3 separate regions of the Gossypium hirsutum genome follow, and regions 1 and 3 are each linked to region 2. A link is a contact called in public Hi-C data. All regions are on one chromosome and are shown on one strand. Each heading gives the region's core, a stretch centred on a gene start, on an enhancer-like site or on the middle of the called end of the contact. The rest is flanking DNA. Distances are from core to core; before and after follow the strand shown.

What was found. Hi-C and Micro-C count contacts between places; a contact is called where the count stands out from the background.
Region 1: a Hi-C map of leaf shows a contact between it and region 2, with 4 times the contacts expected there. The contact joins the promoter of LOC107916558 here to the promoter of LOC107916522 in region 2. A contact is called at or near these places in 2 of 34 Hi-C or Micro-C datasets (both in leaf).
Region 3: a Hi-C map of leaf shows a contact between it and region 2, with 2.4 times the contacts expected there. The contact joins the promoter of LOC107938547 here to the promoter of LOC107916522 in region 2. A contact is called at or near these places in 10 of 34 Hi-C or Micro-C datasets (anther, callus, hypocotyl and 1 more).

Annotation. Positions count from the first base shown.
Region 1 is chrA01:93,327,474-93,330,960 of Gossypium_hirsutum_v2.1, forward strand. It overlaps LOC107916558, which reads left to right and starts at 1,725. Exons shown (of 8, transcript XM_016845831.2): 1 at 1,725-1,936; 2 at 2,535-2,873; 3 at 3,451-3,487. The coding sequence starts at 1,847.
Region 2 is chrA01:93,730,112-93,733,776 of Gossypium_hirsutum_v2.1, forward strand. LOC107916522 (nuclear transport factor 2B) reads right to left here and starts at 1,422. Exons shown (of 3, transcript XM_016845777.2): 1 at 967-1,422. The coding sequence starts at 1,401.
Region 3 is chrA01:94,042,565-94,046,249 of Gossypium_hirsutum_v2.1, forward strand. LOC107938547 (histidine kinase 3) reads right to left here and starts at 2,078. Exons shown (of 11, transcript XM_016871742.2): 1 at 1,212-2,078; 2 at 732-1,013; 3 at 360-529; 4 at 1-97. The coding sequence starts at 1,700.

The DNA of each region.
Region 1 (3,487 bases), core at 475-2,974, 400 kb before region 2:
TGTTTCCCAATACGTTCAACAAGGTGTAGACACATTTAAAAGTTTACTACTTAGGTTGGCTTATGAAATGCAAGTAGAGGTTAACCGAATTTTATCATTTGTGGATGTTTATTAAGTGTTTGAAACATCATATATAATGAGTAGAGTTGTAATAAATAATGAAGATTTTTTGTTTCTCTTATATAGTTGGTTGGTTTCTAATTGATTAAGAATTTCTTAAAATAACCGTAAAAATGTGTTTTCTCTTTCTCACTTGTGATGACTCATTTGCAATTTAGTCCCTGTATCATAATTAACAACTTTCTCAATTTAATTGCTCGATAATTCAATATTATAATCTTATACTAGATACGTCAACTCTTCAGTTAATAATTCACTAGTTTAATTTACAAAATCTATTTTAAAATTATGTTTTCCAATACTGTTTAAAATCAGGTCGTTACAACATATACATAACTATTATTGAAATAAAATTTGAATTTAACACTTGATTTGCTTGATCTGGTTCGATTTGGTTAGGTAAGTCAGTTTTAATAGCTAACAACAAAAGATGATATACTATTTCACAATATAATAATATAGTATATAACTATGTATACAACTATTATTATATTATAGAAAGCTTCAAAATATATTTTAAAAAATCAATTAAAACAACACAAACTTTTAACTCAAGAATATTCAAACCTGAATTGATCTGAACTCGAAATAATCTAAACTTAAAAAGAGCTCGACTGGAGTTTGTCGCAACATATTTGTTTGACACTTGTATTTAAAAAATAATTAAACCATCGTAAAATAATTAAAAATTAAATTAAGAGCTCATAAATTTATTTAAAAATCAATTAAACCGACACATACAACAGTTTTCATGTTAAACATAACGTGAAATAATAGGTTAAATGTTATTATAAGAAAAATATTTGAAAAGTTTAATTAATTGCTAGCTTTGAAGTAATAGTTGAAATGATTGCAATTTTCAATTTAACATTTAAGTCTTAATATTTTATAATGAACAGTAGTTTAAATTAGGTAAACAGTCCGACAAATAAAAAACCTAGCCGACTACTTAGCCCGCAGCAGAGCAAAGCAAATAAAATAGTTTTGTTTATCAGAACTATCTGACGTCTCCACAAACCTAAACAAAATACTCAAAAACACAACAGATTTAATTTGATTTTGTAATCTATCATTAATGTTTATGTCATTGTTATTTAAATGTGTTTATAATTTAGTTAAAAAGAATTTTTCCTTTGGTTTTCCCTATTTTACATTTTTCATATTATTTTATAGTATTTATTAAAACCATTGACTGCTCTCAATTGGGTTAAAAAAATTATGAAAAAACATCTTTTTTGTAATTAAAATCTTTTTATTATTCGAGAGTATTTTAGTCATTCATTTTGATGTATTTTATACATTTATTTTAATATATACAATTTGTTATCTACATCAGTCGTATATATCTTACTTTTAAACAAATATTTATGTTTTAAATTTCCATTTCTAGTTTGATTAATTAGGTGGTTGGACCATAGTTGAATTAAGAATGGAGTGGAATTAATAGTGTTTTCCCATAAAGAAATGGAAAAGAATTTGCCTTATTTGGGATTCAATTTAGAAAGAGAATGTTAAATGGGCCTGGCTCAACTTGAACAAGTCTACATCTTAGTCCGCCAATATTGACCCAATATAATTAAGAAAGAGTGCAAAAACCTGTACTCGTTTTTAAAATATTAAAACGGGAAATGCGGGGTGGTGGCTCAAGAATCTTCCTCCCCCCTCACCAAAATCATAACAGAAATGAAATCCCATATATAATGACTGAAACACCTCATTCCAATGCATGCTTATTTACCTCAAAACCCCATACCTTATTTTTCACAGAAACCAAAAAAGAAGCTCCCTTTGCTTGAAGAAAAACGATCCCTTTCTTGTAAGTTTCCTCTTTTCTTTTATGCTTTAATGCTCTTGTAATCGTAAAGCACTCTCTCTTTTTTGCCCCCTTTGTTATTGCTACCTTTTTCCCTCCCATTCCTCTTTTCCTTTCTTTTTGTCTTTTTGGCTTCTTTGGGTACTTCCCTTTCTTCATTCTGTTTTCTTTAGAATGTTTTTGGATGTATTTTCTTCAATGGCTTCATGCCAATTTGTTTGCTTTTGTGGGTTTTCTTTTTCTGAAGGCATTTGTATTAAGTGCCTGTCAAAAAGCCCCTCTTTTTCTTTTCGTCTCTCCCTTTTCCTCCTCTGCTTAACCTTTTCAAAATTTTTTTAACTTTTTAACTTTATATCTGTATTTGCTCCAATATGTCGAGCTTTTGATGCTGTTCGTTTCTGAGAAAATTTCTTCTTAACTTTCTATGAGGTGCTTTTGTCCATACTTTATTACATGCACTTGTTAGGGTGTCCCCAATTCTCCTGGTTTCAGTTCCGCAGTTGAGAGGGGCTTTATATGAACTTAAATCTTATATACTAACACCTAAATTTTGAAAGTTTTTTTATTGTTTCTAATCATTTGTAGTTGTTGTTCACAGCAGGAAATTAAACAAGAGAACTTGATCAAAACTGTTCCTGCCTTGTCTTTGGCTTGTTTAAAGCTGATTGTTGAGTTTTCATTTTTGTATCTGATTATGGGGGATCATTTTGTATTACTAGTGGACCGGTTGATAACTGAATCCACATTGGAAGCTGCAATTGAAAGCCGGAACCGGTCTTTTCAGGCCACTGCACCAGTGGTTGATGACACTAAGGTATTCAACTCTTCTCCAAAGTTGAATTTATCCTCCCTGGGGGGAATTGTTGAATGTAGGATATGCCAAGATGAGGATGTAGACTCGAATATGGAGACCCCTTGTGCTTGTTGTGGCAGCTTGAAGGTTAGTTTGGTGCTTACTTGACTATACTTTTTTCAGAATTTGAATATATCTGTAATGTTATGTATATTAAGATAACCACACAAATTTTTCACTATAATGATTTGCAGTGTTCTCATGGCGCCGCACTTGATAACATAAGTGAAACTTTTGCATGTTTTATAGATAAATTAGATCACTCTTTTAGAGTTTCTTATTATAATTATATATCTTAGCCTTACACATATACATATATCGCCTTACTCACTCATATGAGCACTTTTGTGTTTCAAGTTGCACCTCATGCAATATAAGGGTTCTAGTGCCTAGAGTGCGCCTTGCAACTTTGACAACATTTTGTTTCCAATTTTAGGTAAATGATGTGATGAACTTTGTGTAGTTTTTGCTCCTTAGAAGTTTGAATACATCATCAGTTTCAATCGGGCTCCTATATCCTTCAATACTCATTCATTTTCAGTAAATCTTTTTAAAGAATCCAGTCTAGGGGAACCTGTGAATATGCATTTCCTTCTGAAGGGTTTAGCTAGTTTGATTAGTTGAAGCTTGATTTTTCTACTAACCCGTTTTATTTTTATTACAGTATGCGCATCGCAGATGTGTACAGAGATGGTGCAATG
Region 2 (3,665 bases), core at 172-2,671:
GCCATAAATACGTATCAAACTATATAAGTTTGCTCTACGAGAAAGCAAGGCATATAAGTCACAAGCAAAATCATCAATGTCTACAGTTGAGGAGAGATATCACTGGTTTTTCTTTTATATCATGCTCACGATAGAGTTGCCAAGAAACAACATTGAGAAGATGTTTGATAATCTTTCACAGTACGCAATGTGAGCACCCACCATCTATTTCTTATGCGAAAAATGTAATAGGCAAGCATAAAAGATTAAAATAAACAACCGAAGGCTTGCCTATGATAAAAAAACTTCAGGAACAAAAGAACTCTTGATTGCTACAATTATTTATAACACGTAAACATACAGACAGGAATCATAGACAATCTTACAACACTTATTTTAAAAATTTAATTAGATCCTTATTTTATCCAGATAAATAAATAAGAATATGGGGTAACGGTGATGTTTGTAATCTCAAAAAATCATCACAGACGATCATATAAGTCAACTCCATATGCAGAGCCACATAGGGCAAAACAAAATAAGAAATAGCAGGTGTTCCATCGGCAAGATGGTGGATCCAAAATATCTATATCTTTGAAAATTCATGACACAGTTTAATGAAATCGACACTGTTAATTATATCGAGTATATCATACATGTTTCCCTTATTAATTCAGTTATCAAAAGGAATGGAAAACAAGCGATCACTGAAATATAATGTAAACAGCAGAGAGTTTTATATGCATTAAACAGCCAATTCAATTCTTAGAATCCTGAAGAATAAATAAAAAAATTCAAGAGGGAGTTACAACAGATCAAAAACTCACTTAAAAGATCCATCACTAACAAATCGAATCGCGAAATTAATACCATCGATAACACCGATGAGATCAACAGTGTCACACAGATTAGCCTTAGATCGATCGCTCAAGTACATATAAAAAACCCTAAAAAACAAAATAAAACAAAAGATGCAAAGAGAGCTACCTGGCTAAACTTGAGAGCATGTTGTTCGCCGGCAAGTTGTAGTGTTCCAGAGACGAATACGAGGACGCCGCCAGCGCCAGATGGCTGGCAATCGACGGTGGTAATATTGTGCTTGCACTGCTGGAAAGGAAGGCTGGTTAGCTTAGCGACAATGCTCTGAGAGCCTTGGATCTTTTGACCTTCAAAGGTCAACATGGAACGTTCCTGGTAGAGATTGGCTAAACCGGCCCGGTTCGCATCGAATGTGGAGTAGTAGTGATCGACAAAAGCCTTGGCTACAGCGTCTGGATCCATCGATTTTTCGTTTTGTTTATCAGAGTTTGAGCCGTCAACAGAGAAGGGCACTGACACAGGAATTAATAGGAGAGACCAGCCGAGCCCATCCAAAATTGTGTATTTATAGGAGGATTCATCTAGCGGCTGAATTTGAATCATAAAAATCTAAAGGAAAAGGGGCTGCCAGCGTGTTCCTTCTTTCTTTTGGATCGTTTATACACCCGCTTTACTGTCTATCAATTAGCGGATCATTCTTTGCGTCAACCTAACGCAGCCCAACCGTTTTTCTTTTACCTAATTTTATTTGAAGGAAAATTTGAAATTATTTTTTTATTGAAAGAAGTATTATTTTTGGAGTTAGAAAAATATATGTTTTTATCTCTAAAATTTTTGAAGTATATACTAGATTTTGTCACAGAGTAAAAAATGTATGTAATAATTATAAAAAATAATATATTAATAAAAATTACTATAATTGAAATGGTAAAATTAAAAGATTAAATATCATAATATATTGCCTTTGTGATCTTATTATGCATAAGTATTTTTATAAAGTTCATACGAAAAATAAAATTACTCTCAAAATAATAGCTATTATCTATTAAAAATTATATATATATTTTTAGTAAATTTATTACTAAGTTGATAACTTAATTGAGGGTGACATAACTCTCTCATAAAGACCTAATAAAGAAAAAAGAAAAGTTAAAAGAATGATTTTTATTTTTTAACAATTTTAGGGAATGAAAACTAAACTATCTTTCGACTTGAACATATTTTTAAAGAACTAAAAAAAATATAAAACGAAATGTTTTACAGCTTTAACAATTTTAAAAGAAACACTCAATTGTTTCAAAAAAATTCAAAAGAAAACAAGCTTAAAGAAACTTTTAAATATAATAAGAGAAACAAAATTACCTTTCAAATTATATTTATTGCTCATTAAAAATTATGAATTTTTAGTAAATTTATTATTAAATTGATGATTCAATTGAAATTGAAACTAGTTCAGTAAAACACTTAAATATAATAATAGATATTATTGTTTAAACCCTAAGTGAGTTAATGCCACAAGTCAACCAATCACTATGTCGATAATGAAAGTTAGGAAAATACTCTTCCATGTATAAATCAAGTAGAGTAAATTGCACCATATTTTCCCAAACTTAATTCTCACATTAAATTTGTCTCAAAACTTTAAATTACATCATCAAATTTTTGAGATTATATGAATTGTATCATTCAATTATTAAAATCATTAATTTTATTATTAAATGTGATACATTAAATCTATCCTGACATAATTTAAAATTAAAAAAAAACCTTAAAATGAAAAAAGGTTAAAAAAAGTAAAAAAGAAACGCAAAACCAGACAACTTTTGCCCCATAACTGTATAAATTAAAACTTGAAAAATAAAAAGTTAAAGATAAAGATAAAAAAATATAAGAGAGTTTTTTTTTAAGCTTGTACAAAAGCTTTAAATCTCTAAATCAATTGCAGTGCAAAATCGTGGTAAACTTATAATGATGCCAAATCGTTTTTGTGGGGTAAATGTTACACTCTGCACTTTCGGCTGTTAAATTTAAATGTGAGACATCATATTTATTATGAGAGTAACTCAAATTAATTTTATATTTAAGGTTTTATTTGTTTCACTGAAAATGATTTTAGGAAAATAATTTTTAAAAAATAATTTACTTTTTTAGAAAAGTTAATATTTTCTGGTGTTCGAAAGAATCTGTGTAAAATATTTTTTTGTTATTTGGTATATTTCTTAAAAATATTTCATAAAAGTTATTTTCAATTAAACAAACATACATTTGAGATTTTCTTATTTTTTCATTGTTTAATTGAATTTACTTTTATATATAATGTTATATTTTACATTATTTTTGCATATATTAAAAATATTATGTTAAATTTACATTCATTACAACGTCATTTTTTAATTACATGACTACTAAGTAAGTATTTTTTATTTAAAAATGTGACATCAATAAGTATTTTTTATTTAAAAATGTGACATCAACAAAATTGACAAAAAAAATTAACGATGTCAACAATTGCACTTAATTTTTAAATTTGAAAAGTAAAGGGACTAAATTCTTGAAAATAAAAGTACAAAGACTAAATTACAAATCTATGAAGTGTACATAGACTTATGACATATTTTAACCTTTATACTACAAAAAATTTATTATTAATATATTTGTAATTGTAATAAATATTTATTATTAAAATATTAATATTTAATATTTTCAATAATATGTGAATAATATTATTTTAAATTATTATTTTTAAAATTTATTATTAAAATAAAATTGAAATATTAAATAATTTATTAAAATAATAAATTATATTTATTATATTAATAATTTATTATATGACTAAATATAAATAATTAAATATGTATGTTTAATAA
Region 3 (3,685 bases), core at 828-3,327, 310 kb after region 2:
TGTATCCAGCACATTCACAAGGATTGTTTGTTTACTTGCAAGCTGTTGTAGCAACTTCTCCACAAGTGACTCAATATCAAACACTCCACCAAGATACCTGATTGAGATCATCTTATCAGAGCCATTAACTAGAGCATCCTATCAGGGATCTCGTTTAAAAAGAAAAGAGCTTGGTTCACCCTTTTTAACAAGGCATTATTTTCATTGATGTCTGTAAGCTATTGCAGCTTTTACCTTTTTCATGTATGTATGTGGTTTCAGAGATGAGAAGCATAAGGAATTTATCTTCCCATTAATTTTTATAAAAGGAGGAGACATTTGTTGGACATTCCTACTTTTTGATCATACTGAAAACATACCCGACAGTAGCTTGAATCCTCTCAGTAGGAGTTGCAGTCAAGGGCAGATCCCTCTTGTAGACCGCAAATGTCAAAATAACTCCAAGACGATTTGTTTTGAGTAGCCTAAATGGAGCTGTTAGCACCCCTTTTCCTGATTTTCTTGCACACAATACATTCTTGCTATCCTCCTATCGGTACACAAGAAATTCAGTATTCATAACTGAAGTGTGTAATTAATAATGAATTCAAAATTCTTGAGAGATTGAAAATATTTTATTCCTCCTAACTGGAAAGTAGTACAATTAAATCTTCAGTCGAGTTAAGCTTAATACAAGTGATCCAAGGAATCTTGGGTTTCTCAATAAGCTTTTAGATAGTAAAAGAGCTAACCTGTCCTGACAGCATATCAAGAGAAACCACATGTGATACGATATCCTGCGCAAAGATAACAGGAGCATATTCTTCCTGAATTGGCGATGGCTCTAAGAGGTCAGGATTGTAGTCATCCTTATGAACTGGGTTTTGTTCAAGGGTATCCATCCTCTTAATAGTCCAGCCCTGTTGCTTCTCAAATTGTTCCCTTTCCGAGTGGAGCACCCTTACAGCATAAGCCACGCCACTTGTAAGAGGTCTCTCAAAAGCAGTTCGTTCCGTATACCTCGCAAAAGTCCTCTAGATGTGATTAAAGTGAGTTCCCTTTGTTATCCAAAAAAAGAAGGATCATAATTCCTAACTACAAACACTCAGACCTGGTTTGGCTATCAAGTTGACAAGATCATTACTTGATAAACCGATCCTGATCAATAAAGCAAAGGAAATGCATAATCATCTATCTTAACTAAAAGTTACAAGATGAGGATATTAACTTACCTGATCAATAGCCGAGGGGGTTTTGCCATGGTGGAAAGTTGAGATAAAAATGGAGATGGCCTGGATATGGTTCATGCTTACATTAAACTGATCCTGCAGCATCCTAGCTCTCTCATCACACATGCTAGCCAATGTCTCCTTCCTCTTTTCGGTAGCTTGAAAGCTCATATAATAGAGTATAGAAATAGAAGCCAAAATCCAACCAATTATCCATGAAAACAAGAGCTTTCTCCACCAAGTCTTGCTAATTCTCTTGGAACCCACATACTGGTAATATTGATGGTGGATGTTGAAGCTATAGTTTGAGAACTTGTCCCAGAATTTCAACCACATCTTACTACCACTATGACCAAGGAGAACTGTGTCAGCGTCCTTAAATTCACCATTAATGAACCAGTTCATGGAAATCATAGATGCTACCCAGCAACATAACATCCAAAGCAGATGCCCCACCTTTAAACCAAACCCAAATACATGGAGCAAACTCATCCAAGAAACAGTGACCAATTGTGGGTCTTACTTCCTTCTTAATTCCAGCTAAAGACAGAGACCCACTGTCAAATCTATAGAAACTGTGTAGTAAAATTCTGCATCAACAGAAAAGAACCTTGGGATAAGATGAACCCTCTCCCAGCAAACTCCAAATTTACCATGTGACAGACTGTAAGGCCTTGGACCGTGAGAGAAAGAAAAAAAGATGCTATCTTATCCAGCAATATAGCTTTCTAACTGAGGATGGCAAAATAGAAAACCCAGAATTGAGGAAGATAAAAGGAAATTTTTTCACAATAACCACAAAAAAGAATCAAAACCCCCCACAAGATTCTGAGTTTCTAATTACAAACACTAATTATATATTATACTACTGCAACACTGTAGTGCCGGTACTACCAGTATATTTTATTAATTTTTGTCTTTAAATATAAAATAATATAACAAATGAGAAATTTTCTTTTTGCTTTTTTTGTCTAAGTGTACAACTTCTACACGCTTTTAACTCTCTATTCTCGGGTTGGCTGTACTTTATGATAACAAAAGTACCCTTTGCTGCTCTGCATGAAAACAAATTTCTATACCAATTAACATAATTTCTTTTTCTTTTTTATTCGACTTTTGTACCCATTTTTGAGATTAGGAGCCCTCTAATTTTTCGAAGTTGTCAAAAACATTAGATCAAGAAGACGATAGAGTTTTTAAGAACTTGCTTCATTGAATTAAAGGTAGCAATAATTCCTATTTTGGATTATTGAATTTAGGGTATACTAAACATACAACTCGGGTTCTTTCATACGGTAAATATTATTTTTCTATTAAAATTATCTGATTAAAAATATCAAAAAATTGTTCTATAATAACAAAATTTAGTCATTAATTTTTATACCCTATTTTTTAATTTAGCATATACTTTTTATTTGAAGCAAAATAACCCTTAATTTTTAGTACTATTTTATCTTATTATCACATCTATGTTTTATTTTTAAATTTAGAACTTCTTTTATAATCTTTTGACACTTTTTTTTTATAATTTTTGGAATCATAATTTTTAGCTTAAAATATGCCATAATTATCTCTAATATTTATAAATTTAGAATTTAATCCCTATACTTTTTAATTTTAAAATTTAAGTCTAATTATTGAAATTATTAAAATTATTGTGTTAAATTTAGATTCATTAGAATGTTATTTTTTAGTTACATTGCAATCAAGTGAATATTTTTATTTCAAAATGTCACATTAATAAATTTAACAAAACAATTAATATAATTAACAATTGAATTTAAATTTTAAAATCTAAAAAATAAAAGATCAAACTCTTAAGAATAAAATACAAAAACTAAATTTCAATTTTATGAACAACACAAGTCTTTAACCTAATTTTTACTAATGCTCTACGATATTTTAGAATTTTTTGTTGTAATAAAATATAGATAAAGTAGTGTCATGTAAATGATAAAAGTTGATAGTAAATTGCTAGATGGTTAATTTAGTTCAAACAAAAGAGTAGGGAAAAAATCAATGAATGTGTAAAAATTAATGGTTAAATTTATTGTTATGTTTTATATATAAAATGTTAAAATAAACATTTAATAGCATAAATTTAAATTTAATGAAAGAATGAAATATATAAAGACTAATTTACCCATTGTTATCTTGAATTAAGTATTAATTTTATATGTATATCATAAACTTTTAATTTATCTAATTATATTTTTTTGGTTAAAATGTGCCAATAGTCCTTGTACCTTTCAAAAATTAGGAATTTAGTCATTATACTTGTATTTATAGAAATTTAGTCTTTTTACTTTTCAGATTTCAAATTTTAGATCCAGCTATTAATACTGTTAATTTTTTTAGGTTAAATTTATTATTGTGACATTTTAAAATAAAAAAGTACTCACTTAGTAGCCATGTTATTAAAAAAGAATGTAATTAACTTGAATTCAACTAAAAAAATTAACCGTATTAACAGTTGG